Linked DNA regions of Zea mays: all the other regions are linked to region 2. A link is a contact called in public Hi-C data. All regions are on one chromosome and are shown on one strand. Each heading gives the region's core, a stretch centred on a gene start, on an enhancer-like site or on the middle of the called end of the contact. The rest is flanking DNA. Distances are from core to core; before and after follow the strand shown. Region 1 has its middle 9.9 kb from the start of LOC100274853. Region 2 holds the start of LOC103640164 (formin-like protein 12). Region 3 holds the start of LOC100192893.

Region 1 (3,843 bases), core at 147-2,646, 300 kb after region 2:
TTCTGAGACCAAGTTTTCGTATGCAGCTTAATGTTATTACTCTGAATGGAAGGAAGTTACTTCGGAGTTCGGACAGAGTCAGCAGGCACTACGTATGTGATACGTGATCAGATTGTGTTTTTTTTTTGTTTTGGTGAATCAAAAAAAGAAGCAGAAAAAGGATATACCAAAGCGCTCGACAAGGTTTCCTACCTTGATGTCCGTTTCACCAGCACTGGCACTACCTGACTGAAACTATCAGGGCGAGGGAGGCAGCTTTGTGACACGCCACATGTTTCCTTTTCTTTTTCTTTCTTTGTGAGCAAAAAAAAAGTTTATGCAGGACGTACTATGCCTGACGGGGGCACTGGCTACTGGCTATATACCGGCTACAAATTTGGGTGTTTTGGTTTCCTCCCGCAAAAGTTTAGTTCGAGCTACATTAAATATTTGAATATCAATTATGTCTATCAAATATAGACTCACTTAGATTTAATAACTACGCCTCGTCTTTTAACGTTTATATGTGTAATATATTTTATAATTAAACTATATTTAATACATGTAATTATCATTCGACACGGTGGTAGGGTCCAAACTTTAGTTGAGTGGAACCAAACACACCACTGCATCAAAAGGGCCTGTTGTTTGTTGGCAAGCGATTTTTATTTTGTTTCTTGCTCGTCCAAACGAACGAGCAGGGCGATTCATTCGTTTCCTCCAATGTTTTTTATTTTTATTTTTTTGGTGCGGCAGCGGCAGCTTGTGCACTCAAAGCGAAAGTGCTTGTGCAGTGACTGACGGAACGGGGGGAAAAAAGGTTAGACTACTAGATTGTTGAGCTGGGACTCAAAAGATATTGCATGGCATGGACTGAAACGCAATGTTGCAAACAGTTGCACTGCTGGCTGCGTTGACCTGACGGCTGACGAGAAGCGTGCAGTTGTACTACCAACGGGTAAGATCGGAAGAGAGCGTCTCTGGTTAGTTGGGTACGTATATGCAGGCTAGGAAGCTAACAGCTAAGGTTGGTTGCTGGATTATGGCTTATGGGTCATCAGAATCAGGAAGAAAGAAAGAAGAGTGGTTGGAGGAGGACACATGCGCGGTGGATTCCTGGTGGCATGTCAACTCATCCCGTTCGTTCGGTGGCACACTACGGAGTACTAACTACCGATGCCGATCTCAGTGCATACTGGTTCATATCACATCACATGCATGCCCCTAACGTAACCCACACCAACGAACAGACATGTAAGTATGTTTGCGTACTACGCGATGCAATTATATGCAGAGACGAGACTACTTTTTCCCCTCCAAGATCGACCAACCAGGAGACATGGCACGAGCCATAGGGTGGCCCCTCTCTCTATCCAACAGCAGCCAGCCCAGGGAGGGAGTTTTTGAGCCCGGAATGCATGCGATGCGAGCAGGACCACTACTAGTACGTACGTACTATACCCACTGCTCACATGCGTGTCCGTCTGGCTTATGGAGTTCGTCAGGTTCGTTCTAATGACTAGCCGTATGATGATCAGCATTATATATATCGCAGCGTATGGTTTCTGTCCTGTCTAGCAGTGTATAGTTGCTGTCCTATCTAGCATATCATGGGTATCTGTTTGATTTAACTTTTTTTATTAGCTTTTAACTATAGGTGGCTGCAGTGAAAAATTGAGTATTATGGAGAATACGTGTAGAGGAGGATAAAAGAGCTCATAGAGTTTATGACGTAGAAAGTGATGGTTTACTATTATCTCAACGACTCGGCCATGTTCACATTGATTTTGGATTGTTTTCACTACAAACGATTTTCGCCAAAGCTGGTCGTGGAAAAAATTGGACGTTTGGCAGTCTGATTAGAAGCTAAAAAAATCCAAAACAAACAGCTAGCCTGTTCGTATCGTCTTAAACTATGTTATTATTATGAGTACGTATATGCTAACAAAACCCGCCTTGTTCGTTGCATGTAATGCTGCTGCTCTCCGGCCGGTGTGCGTGTAAATGTCGGTCATCTGCGGCCGGTGATACGTACTTCTCGAAAACACACGAGGACCAATGTTAATGGGTGCAGATTATTTGTGAAGGCTTCATTGATCAGTAGGAGATGGCTACTCCCTAACAGCTATCTTAATTCCTCTGTTCACAGACACACACAGTCACACACACACGGCAGTTCAGCATCTTAGCTTGCTGTCACTACTGTACCTTTTTGGATAAGGACTAGCGCTCTAGCTGGATTCCGGATTGTACGTATCTAGCTTCAAGTTGGTCAGGACAGCTGTTTGGATACAATGTCGTGAACATCTTGCGCCAGAAGAGAGCATTCGGCAGGCAAGCGCCATGGTAAAGCTCAAGATGTGCATGGCAAGATCAGGAGGCTCTTGTGTACTGTGTGTGATGTTGGTTGAGTGGGCGGCGGGGGGCCGTTAGGCGTTAGCCCTGGTGACAGCATAACCAACCCATTTCCTTTCCCAGAGAACCGTTCTGCTAGGGTTCTGGGGCCTAGGACATATATCCATGCAAGGAGTAAGTGGTTGCTGCAGGGCACAGCCACAGCTAGCTGGTTGCCTTTACTTATGATGCACAGTGTTCCCCATCCTGATGATTGGGGGTGGGGCTGATGCTTTCTTTTCTTCCAGCTCTTTGCGCCCCTCTTTTTTTTTGTTTTGGGTACCTTGAAGGACTCGATCAGCAGCAGTGCCAGTGAGCTCTCAATCATCATTTTGGCCAGTTCGTTGGGCATGTTCTGCTTGGTGGCATCAACTGGAATTCTGGATATATGCTTACTTTATTTATTAATTTCTTTTGTTTTCTTCTCTGTATATGAGTGCTGCAGCAAGTTGCATTGGCTAGTGTTCAGATCACAGCTAAATTGTGTGCCACGACAAAATGCCTTCTTCTTCTTTCTTTCTTTCTCTTTTTTTTCGTTATGCTGGATAGTTTCTCTTTTTTTTTTGCACATAATTTCTTTATGGATAGTGTTCAGATCATTGACCTGAATTCTATCATTTTTTTCAGTGTGTGTACATCCTTTTTTTTGGTACTGTTATGTGGTATTGGGAGTATGAGATTTTCTCAAAGGGGAACAGTGCTACGAAAATTATGTGCAATAATAGCACGTGAACTGTGCCATGCATGGGATTAGCATTTTTTTTTCTGGAATGGCACTGTGGAGACAACCGCCATGTATGATTCACGAATGAGTCTGAGAAGTCCGGCCGTATGTGACGAGGAGGAGGATATACTGTCAAGTTGGGCGGTAGGTCAATGATGGATACGGTTACCCTACCATAATGCAATGCCAGCTGCGTGTACCCACTAATCCTAATCCAATGGAAATGATGGAGCATCCGATCTGACTTGCAGCGACATACATTTTCTTGCAATAATTCATCGACCCCTACTGCTTAACGGATGCAATTAAAAAATGTGTTGTTTTATTTTCTTTTTTTCTTTTTGTGTGTGTGTGTGTGTGTAAGTCAAATTTCTCTACCCCTTGACCGGGCTTTTATACTTCCCGCGACTTCAATTCAATTGCATGGATGCACCGTCTAGTCATGTTTCATGAGGATTTAACTAAACAGAATTGATATTGTAGTAGATACCGATGCATTTAAACTCGATTAAGACTAGAGAAGCTTGACTTGGGACAATGCTGAAATGACATGATTTAATTTAAGGTGAACGGACTATAATAACTTTAGCACGCAAAGGTCGCGGAGGTTGAGGATTCCTCTCGAAATTCCTGCAGGCGCTTGCAACGGTTGGTTAATTTGCAAGAAATTTCGTTGATACGCTTAGAAGTGGCGTTTTTTCAAGCAACCCAGTTTACTACGCCATGCAAGGGAGGGGCATGTGAAC
Region 2 (3,979 bases), core at 571-3,070:
GGGCTCAGGCGAGGCGAGATCGTGTCCCTTGAGTGGACCGACCCTTGACTTAATCGCACCCATCAGGCCTTTGCAGCTTTGTGCTGATGGGGGTTACCAGCTGAGATTAGGAGTCTTGGGGGTACCCCTAATTATGGTCCCCGACAATGAAGTTGCACAAAAATTACCCACCATGCAATTGGTTTACATGACATATCGATTCTTGTCTATTTCTCCACCCGCTAATCAAGGGTAATTAAGGAAATTCATACAAATTAATTGTATCACAGAAACTAGAGTCTATGTGCAAGCCAAACAATCTTGAATCATGCCATATCAATCTGTTGAAATTGTTTCATGGTGAAGCTAGAAAACCGAAGCTACAATTCTTGAGTGAAGCCCTCTCAAACATAGCCTTAAACTAAGGAGGTGTTTGGTTTCTATAGACTAATTTTTAGCCCCTCCATTTTATTTCATTTTAGTACCTAAATTACCAAATCCGGAAACTAAAATAGAGTTTAATTTCTATATTTGTCAGTTTAGGAACCAAATAAAATAAAATGAAGATACTAAAAATTAGTTCTTAGAAACCAAACACCCCTTAAATTTGAGTCTATGAGTTGAATGCAAAATAGAAGGCCTAAATATAAACTAACCATGGTATTACGAAAATTAGTATAGGCTAATTGATGAGTCGAACATAGTAGAATTTTTTATTAGTCCATATTTAGCCTATAATTCAGTGAATGACCAAATTTTAGTCTGGAGATCCAAATAGATTCTAAACAGATTCCATATTTGGACATGATTTAAGCTATGATGAATTCGGGCCATTCTTTTATTATTATTATTATTATTATTATTATTATTATAGAAAAAGATGAAGAATTTCTAATAAACTAGACTCAGAGACTTCGAAGAGCTTATCCATCATATCTTTTATTCCATCTCCTATGTTAAATTTTATTGTATAAACAATATTGTCTACAATGTTACCCTATTTTGCATGATATACACATCAGACTTACTCGTAGCATAGGTAACGCGGCGTGAGTCCCATTTAGAGATGACAATCGGGCGGTTAGTACACGGATATATAGTTCGCGAATCTAAACCCACGAGAAAAAACTTAACCCATACCCGTACCCATAAACGTTCGCGGGTATGGATTTGTATCCATACCCATACCCGCTATCCAGTGGATACCCGTTACCCACTCGCCCACTATAATTTTAGCATTCAACACTAAACAACAATTTTATCACATTTCGAAATAATTATCATTCCAGTAGCATCAAATGATAATTTCAGCATCAAACAACATATTATAGATAAAAATTGGAAAATAAAAATTTATGATAATATAATATATAAATCTGGATGGCCCACATGTTAGATATCAATTGGGTAACGGGTATGATACTGGATATCCGTACCCGCGAAAAAAATATCCGCGGATACCTTATTATATCCATAGATAGCTGTACCTGCGGATACCAAATTCCAACATACCCATATCCAATGGATAATTATTCGTGTTTATTTACCCATACTCGTATCTATTATCATCCCTACTCCTTTTCGCTAGGCCAACTTGGATTCATCCTCCTGTTACAGGCCCAGACCAACTACTCCTGACTAGTGCAGAGTCGGCCCACGATCATCAAGAAGCCCACCAGACGAGCGCTGCTTGGTGTCGTGCGCCGAGCAGCTGGCGCGCACCGTGTCCCTATGCAACAACGGTCACGTCGCTGCCGCAGCCAACCGTTGCCCGTTGGTGCCGGCCCCATATGTCATCCGTAGAAAAATCCATCCGCGGAGGCATTTGCTCGTTATGAATTTTGTTTCGAGCAATCGTGCGTGCTCTGCTCTGCCGCCTCCTGGCGCTGGCGTCAGGCTCCTCCTCCCTGGCTTCCTCCTCCGCCACCTCGAACACCCCCAAAATAATTTCAGCAGCACGAGCGAAAAAAAACGAGAGGGGGGGGAGAGCAAACCCTAGCTGGCCGAATTCCGCCGCGCGCAGCATTGCCCTCCCGCGACTCGCGCGCCGGAGCTGGGGCGGGCGGCTGCGTGGCGCTCCCGATCGCCGGCGATCGTGTCGTCAGCCGGCGCTGGCGGGTGGGCGCTGGGGCGGCAGCGATACCGGGCAGCACGGGGCCCGATCATCGCTGGCGCCGCCGCCGCGGTCTGGCTGGCTGGCCGCGGGCAAACGTGCTGTCGGCTGGTCCCGGGCGTCGCGGAGCAAGTGGACCCGGGGGCAGGCCGCCGGAGACGGCGGCGACGGCGACGGCGGACGGAAGCGCAAGGGGATGGCGCTGTTCCGGAGGCTCTTCTACCGGAAGCCGCCGGATCGGCTCCTCGAGATCGCCGACCGCGTCTACGGTACGCTAACCCCGCACGCGCCTCCTCTTCGATTGGGGAATTTTAGCACCGGAAACGCAGCTGCATTCTGTAATTTCGCTCAGTGACGGAACATATTTCTCTGGATATTGTTTTTCAGCCTTTCAGCTAACATGTCTTCCTCGTGCATGCTGCATTAGCTTACTGTGCCAGCATGATTTTGCAGCCTTTATTTAAAGAAAAAGAAGACTTTGCAGCCCCATTCTAGTTTCGTTAGAAGTTTAGAACTATGGCTATCAAAAGGGTTTGCTCATTGCGTTCGACTGTTGCTGCAATTCTTCTTTCTTCATTACTACACTTTGATAGTAACGTTGCTACCAACCTCGTTGAATTGTGCAGGTAGGATAATTCTGAAGTTCCTATGTTATGCAGACCATTTTGTGCTAAATAATGTTACAAATTTATGGCTGATAAATGTAACTTACATGTTTGAATATAGATACCACGTTGCCCGCTGATGGGTTTTCTGTTGGTCAGTTGAGGACCTGTGATATTTAGTCTATGCCTAATACAATAATGCTTGCTCATCAACAACCAATGCAATCGTGACTTAATCTGCTACTTCGCTATCAGAAAATTTGAATGGAAAGTGCATTTGGTCTTGCACCACCATGCTGCTAAAATGTTTGAAAACATGATTGATCTAATTAAGTTTCACATGATTAGAGATACTGATTGGCATCTTTGAGTTGCAGACTTTGGAGTCAGTTGTTTGCTGGTGAGTTTTCAGTAGTGCAGTTAGGTGACTTCTTAGTAGGACTGACAGGATAACCTCCCATTCGTTTTTGCTTTGACCTTTGAGTATGTTTTTTCTTCTTGAAAACACAGGAGAACTGTGTTTCATTATATTAGAGAGCTTTGACCTTTGAGTATGTAGGACCAAGGCTATCATGTATTGATCTGCTACTTTCGTAGTCTCCCGTACCAATTCTTTTTTAAATGGGTGGCTTCTGTCCATGCACCATAGTACCATACTGCTATGATGTTTATAGACATTGTCAAAATAAGTCTGACATTAGTGTGCAATGATTGGCCTGTTTGTGCTTGCAGTATTCGATTGTTGCTTCTCGACAGAAACCATGGACCAATACAGATACAAGAATTATCTGGACAGCATTATTTTGCAGCTCCGTGAACAGTTTGCAGATTCTTCATTGATGGTACTCAACTTTAGAGATGAAGGAAAAAGTCTTATTTCAGGCATTTTCTCCAAGTACAATATTACAGTCAAAGACTACCCTTGCAAGTATCTAGGATGCCCATTACTTCCTTTGGATATCATTCTCCACTTCCTGGGGCTGAGTGAAAGGTGGCTTATGCTTGAAGGGCAGCAAAATATTCTGCTAATGCACTGTGAGAAAGATGGATGGCCAGTGTTGGCTTTTATGCTTGCAGGTCTTCTTCTGTACAGGAAACAATATAATGGGGAGCAAAGAACTCTAGATATGGTGTATAAGCAAGCCCCTAAGGAGCTTCTTCAGATGCTAACCACATTGAATCCACAACCGTCACATCTTCGATATCTTGGGTACATATGCAGAATGGATGATGACATAGGGTGGCCTACACAACCTATTCCTTTCACCTTGGATTGTGTAAT
Region 3 (3,749 bases), core at 655-3,154, 490 kb before region 2:
TCTCGCCCGGGCGGGCGCTCCAGCGCGGGCGAGAGCGAGGCGATATCGCCCGCTCTCGCCGGGCGCCAGCGCCATCGCCCGACGCCGGCCTCTCGTCCGCCTATCGCCCGCGCGCGGGCGGCAGCGGCCTCTTCTCGCCCGCGCTGCCGTCCGCACTGGCACCAGCCTCACTCTTCACCACCACAGCCAAGGCGCCAACCACTTCTCAAAAAAGAAAACAAAAGGAGTTCTTGCAGTGCCTCGATAGCTAAGACTGTTTTTAGCAGAGCGTAAACAATAAGGGATACTCCATCCGTTTCGTTTTAGATATCGCTGGATAGTGTAAAATTGAACTATCCAGCGACAACTAAAAAGAAACGGAGGGAGTACAAAAATATAGATAATATTGTTTGATACTGTTTACAGAGAAATATTTGAAATATGGATAAATTTGTCACGCACCTTCGTCGTGAATGTTACCGGATATGAGGAAGAGAGCAGGAGAGGTCCGAGGAAGAAGAACAGAAGGAATGGACGAATATTGTTCTGTTATTCGACAACTCTATTAGCAGCATCCTATCGAGTATTTGTACAACAATATACTGGACACGGTCCACGGCCCATTAGTCAAGTCATCCATTCGGCTCCCGTCACCCGCGTATTAGGCCTGCGCACGCGGCGGCCCATCCTTCCAACAGCAGCTTCATTCGTTCCTGCGCTTGCCGATTGGTGTTCAAAGTGTACTGAAGCCGATGGTATGCTGACAATAAACTAGAAAATGAGGTAGGAGATAGCCTAAGCTAATTAACCAACCATGCAGATGGCATGGAGTCCATTGCAGTGCATTATTGGGCATTATCCGCCCCTAGTTCGGCCAGCGCGCGCTGCGTCGTGCAGTACTGCGAGCTTCCCATAAATTCCAGATCTTGTTTTGGAATACAGAGATACACGCCGTTCCAAAGGAGGAAAAAAAGAAATGGAACCCAAAGACAGTTTTAGGGCTAGTTGTAGTTGGTAACCTCATTTTTTTTCTAAGAGATTTTTTAATTTTTTCTAGAGAAAATTAGTTCATTTTCCTTTAAAAAATAAAATTTCTTAGATAAATAGAGTTGTAAAACTAGCGTGAAAAAAATTTACTCTCACTTCAACGAAATCCCACGTCATCGCGATCAATGATTCCAAAATAAGTACACGGTACACAATGCATAAACAAACAGAACTCCAGCGAAAAGAAACGAGACCTAGACTGAACTTAACGTCCGACAACTGTCCCTATCATAAACATTCTCACTTAATGCCCACCACCATGGCAATAGCTAGCCAAACGTTCCCTCCCATTTTGAATATCATGAAAATGAGGTTGGTGGAGGTGAGAATGGAGGGGCTAAACTCCCTCTCCTATTTATATTTGAGAGCGAGGAGATAGAGAGGATTGGAAGGCTGAAATCCCACCACTTTTTAAAATTAAATAGCAAAAGGAAATTTTAGGCCCTCTAATGTCCCTTCTCTCAAACATGCCCTAGAAATTGTGAGCATATATCCCTTTCTCCAAACACGCCAAAACTAAAAGCCAAAAGGGGAGAAAAAAATACACGTTGTCGAAAGCGTTAGATCCCCGCTTTTATCATGCTAATTATAGTTGTTTTTTGTTAACCACTACTCGATGCCCATGTTGCTCACTAAACAAGCTGCCTTTGCTCACATGTGCTCATCTTTTCATCAACCACATCATCGCTCACAAACAGCACTAAACCATCAAGAATGAGTAAGCACTTGAATTTGAAATTTAGAATTCGATGAAAAAGGGCAGACCGGGGTTTAAATACAAACGGCTAGTACAGCATTGCCCATACTGCTTACTGCCCTAGCGTTATAAATATTGCCACATGAACGTTTCCCCGCCCAAAACCAGGACACCGCGTTGGTGTCCCCCCTGTTCTTGCGCGCGCGCATCAATTCCACACTAATTCCCCTTTGCCCGTGTACCCTCACCCAAAGCAAATGCATTCTTTGACCATTGCGTTCCAGCACACCTGTATCTTCTTTCTTTTCGCGAAAGAAAAAACTACTAACAAACTCCCAAGTCCCAACCAGTTCGACGACAAAATTTATCCAAAACACTATCAAAAGCTTCAACTTTTACTTTTTTTTTTTGGATCTGCTGCACCTGTTCTTCAATTCGTCCTTGGTCTCTGGCATAGACAGGTTGTTGCAATTAACCAAAGCCCCCCAAGGCCCTAATCCTCCACCATGCGTAGAGTTAGGCTTTAGGAGGCCAGACAAGAAGATCAGAGAGGGAGTGAGAGAGGTGCACTTGCTCCCCAGCTCAAGACCAGCGCAGGAACTAAAAGCAAAAGGGAAGGACAGATTGAGCACCAATTAAAGGCGGGCAGCTGGAGCAATCGGCCATGGCCTGCCATCGCCTTCGTTGCTATCTTTAGGCTAGCCGCTGCTCGGATTGCTTGTTGTGGACGCAGGGGGAGGAGACTGATCGCCCGGGGAGGCAGAACAGAACAAGACAGAACGGAGGAGGAGGAGGAGGAGGAGAGAGAGGAGACCGACCCTCCCCCTCCCTCCCCTGTGTTCTTGCTCCTCCTCTGTTTCCAGTCCCCCGCCGCCTCCGTGGAGCCATAAGCAGGTGCTTGGCCCGCCGGTCGGCGGCGAGGGCGGCAGACATGGGTTGCGCGGTGTCGAGGCCCGGGGTGGTGTCCTCGCCGTCGTACGAGGACGACGTGTCGTCGTGCTCCTACAATATGTCCCGCAGCGCGTCGGCGTCGGCGGACCTGGGCTCGGCGTCGGCGTCGGCGTCGGCGATGTCGATATGGAGCCGGCCGGTGCGGCTGGAGGCGTTCAAAGACGACGACGAGGACGAGCGGCGGCGGCGGCGGTCGGGGAGGGAGGCTGCGGTAGCGGCGGCAGCGCGGCTGGGGAGCGTCCGGCCGTGCGTGGAGGGCGAGCAGGCGGCAGCCGGGTGGCCGGCGTGGCTGAGCGCGGTGGCCGCCGAGGCCGTGCACGGGTGGGTGCCGCTCCGCGCCGACGGCTTCGAGAAGCTGGAGAAGGTGGGGCAGGGCACGTACAGCAGCGTGTTCCGCGCGCGGGAGCTGGCCACGGGCCGCCTGGTGGCGCTCAAGAAGGTGCGCTTCGACAGCGTGGAGCCCGAGAGCGTGCGGTTCATGGCGCGGGAGATCCTCATCCTCCGCCGCCTCCAAGGCCACCCCAACGTCGTCGGACTCGAGGGCCTCGTCACCTCCCGCTCCTCCCCCTCCATCTACCTCGTCTTCGAGTACCTCGAGCATGACCTCGCCGGACTCAGCTCCTCCCCCGACATCACCTTCACCGAGTCGCAGGTACGTCACGTCATTAGAGCATCTCCAACAATGCCTCAAACTAGTGCCTCAAATTGAAATATAGGGCTCTACACAGGAAAAAACACTCCAACAGTGCCTCAATTCAACAAATTTTGTCAAAAAACTATAGGGCACCCTCTCAAGTGCCTCAAATATACTACACCGTAGTGGGCTGCCTTATAATCTAGATTTGAGGCTTTACTGTTGGAGCGAGGTGTTTTATTGGTGCCCTAAATTCTATAAAATTTACTTATTTTTAAATTATAAGACATTTTTATAGGTCACATTGTTGGAGATGCTCTTAGCTTTAGCTTGTCTGCCTCGCGCGGGCAAACATGTCAGAAACTGCGGTACGCATCAGTCGGACACCGCGATCGCGGGGGCCATGCATGCTGTCAGCTCTTGACCCTTGTCACCATCCAA

The links. Hi-C and Micro-C count contacts between places; a contact is called where the count stands out from the background.
Region 1: a Hi-C map of ear shows a contact between it and region 2, with 2.2 times the contacts expected there. The contact joins the enhancer-like site here to the promoter of LOC103640164 in region 2. A contact is called at or near these places in 3 of 25 Hi-C or Micro-C datasets (ear, endosperm and tassel).
Region 3: a contact with region 2 is called in a Hi-C map of tassel, with 4 times the contacts expected there. The contact joins the promoter of LOC100192893 here to the promoter of LOC103640164 in region 2. A contact is called at or near these places in 2 of 25 Hi-C or Micro-C datasets (ear and tassel).

The regions. Positions count from the first base shown.
Region 1 is chr1:160,878,689-160,882,531 of Zm-B73-REFERENCE-NAM-5.0, reverse strand. No RefSeq gene overlaps it. Among protein-coding and RNA genes, the nearest start is that of LOC100274853, 9.9 kb to the left of the region's middle. Within about 2 kb of position 1,396, at least 12 of the 20 cell types and tissues checked have an H3K27ac peak or open chromatin away from gene starts, as enhancers often do. A contact at or near this core is called in ear, where this site is marked.
Region 2 is chr1:161,183,428-161,187,406 of Zm-B73-REFERENCE-NAM-5.0, reverse strand. It overlaps LOC103640164 (formin-like protein 12), which reads left to right and starts at 1,820. Exons shown (of 18, transcript XM_008662798.4): 1 at 1,820-2,361; 2 at 3,430-3,979. The coding sequence starts at 2,289.
Region 3 is chr1:161,676,554-161,680,302 of Zm-B73-REFERENCE-NAM-5.0, reverse strand. It overlaps LOC100192893, which reads left to right and starts at 1,904. Exons shown (of 7, transcript NM_001358485.1): 1 at 1,904-3,326. The coding sequence starts at 2,655.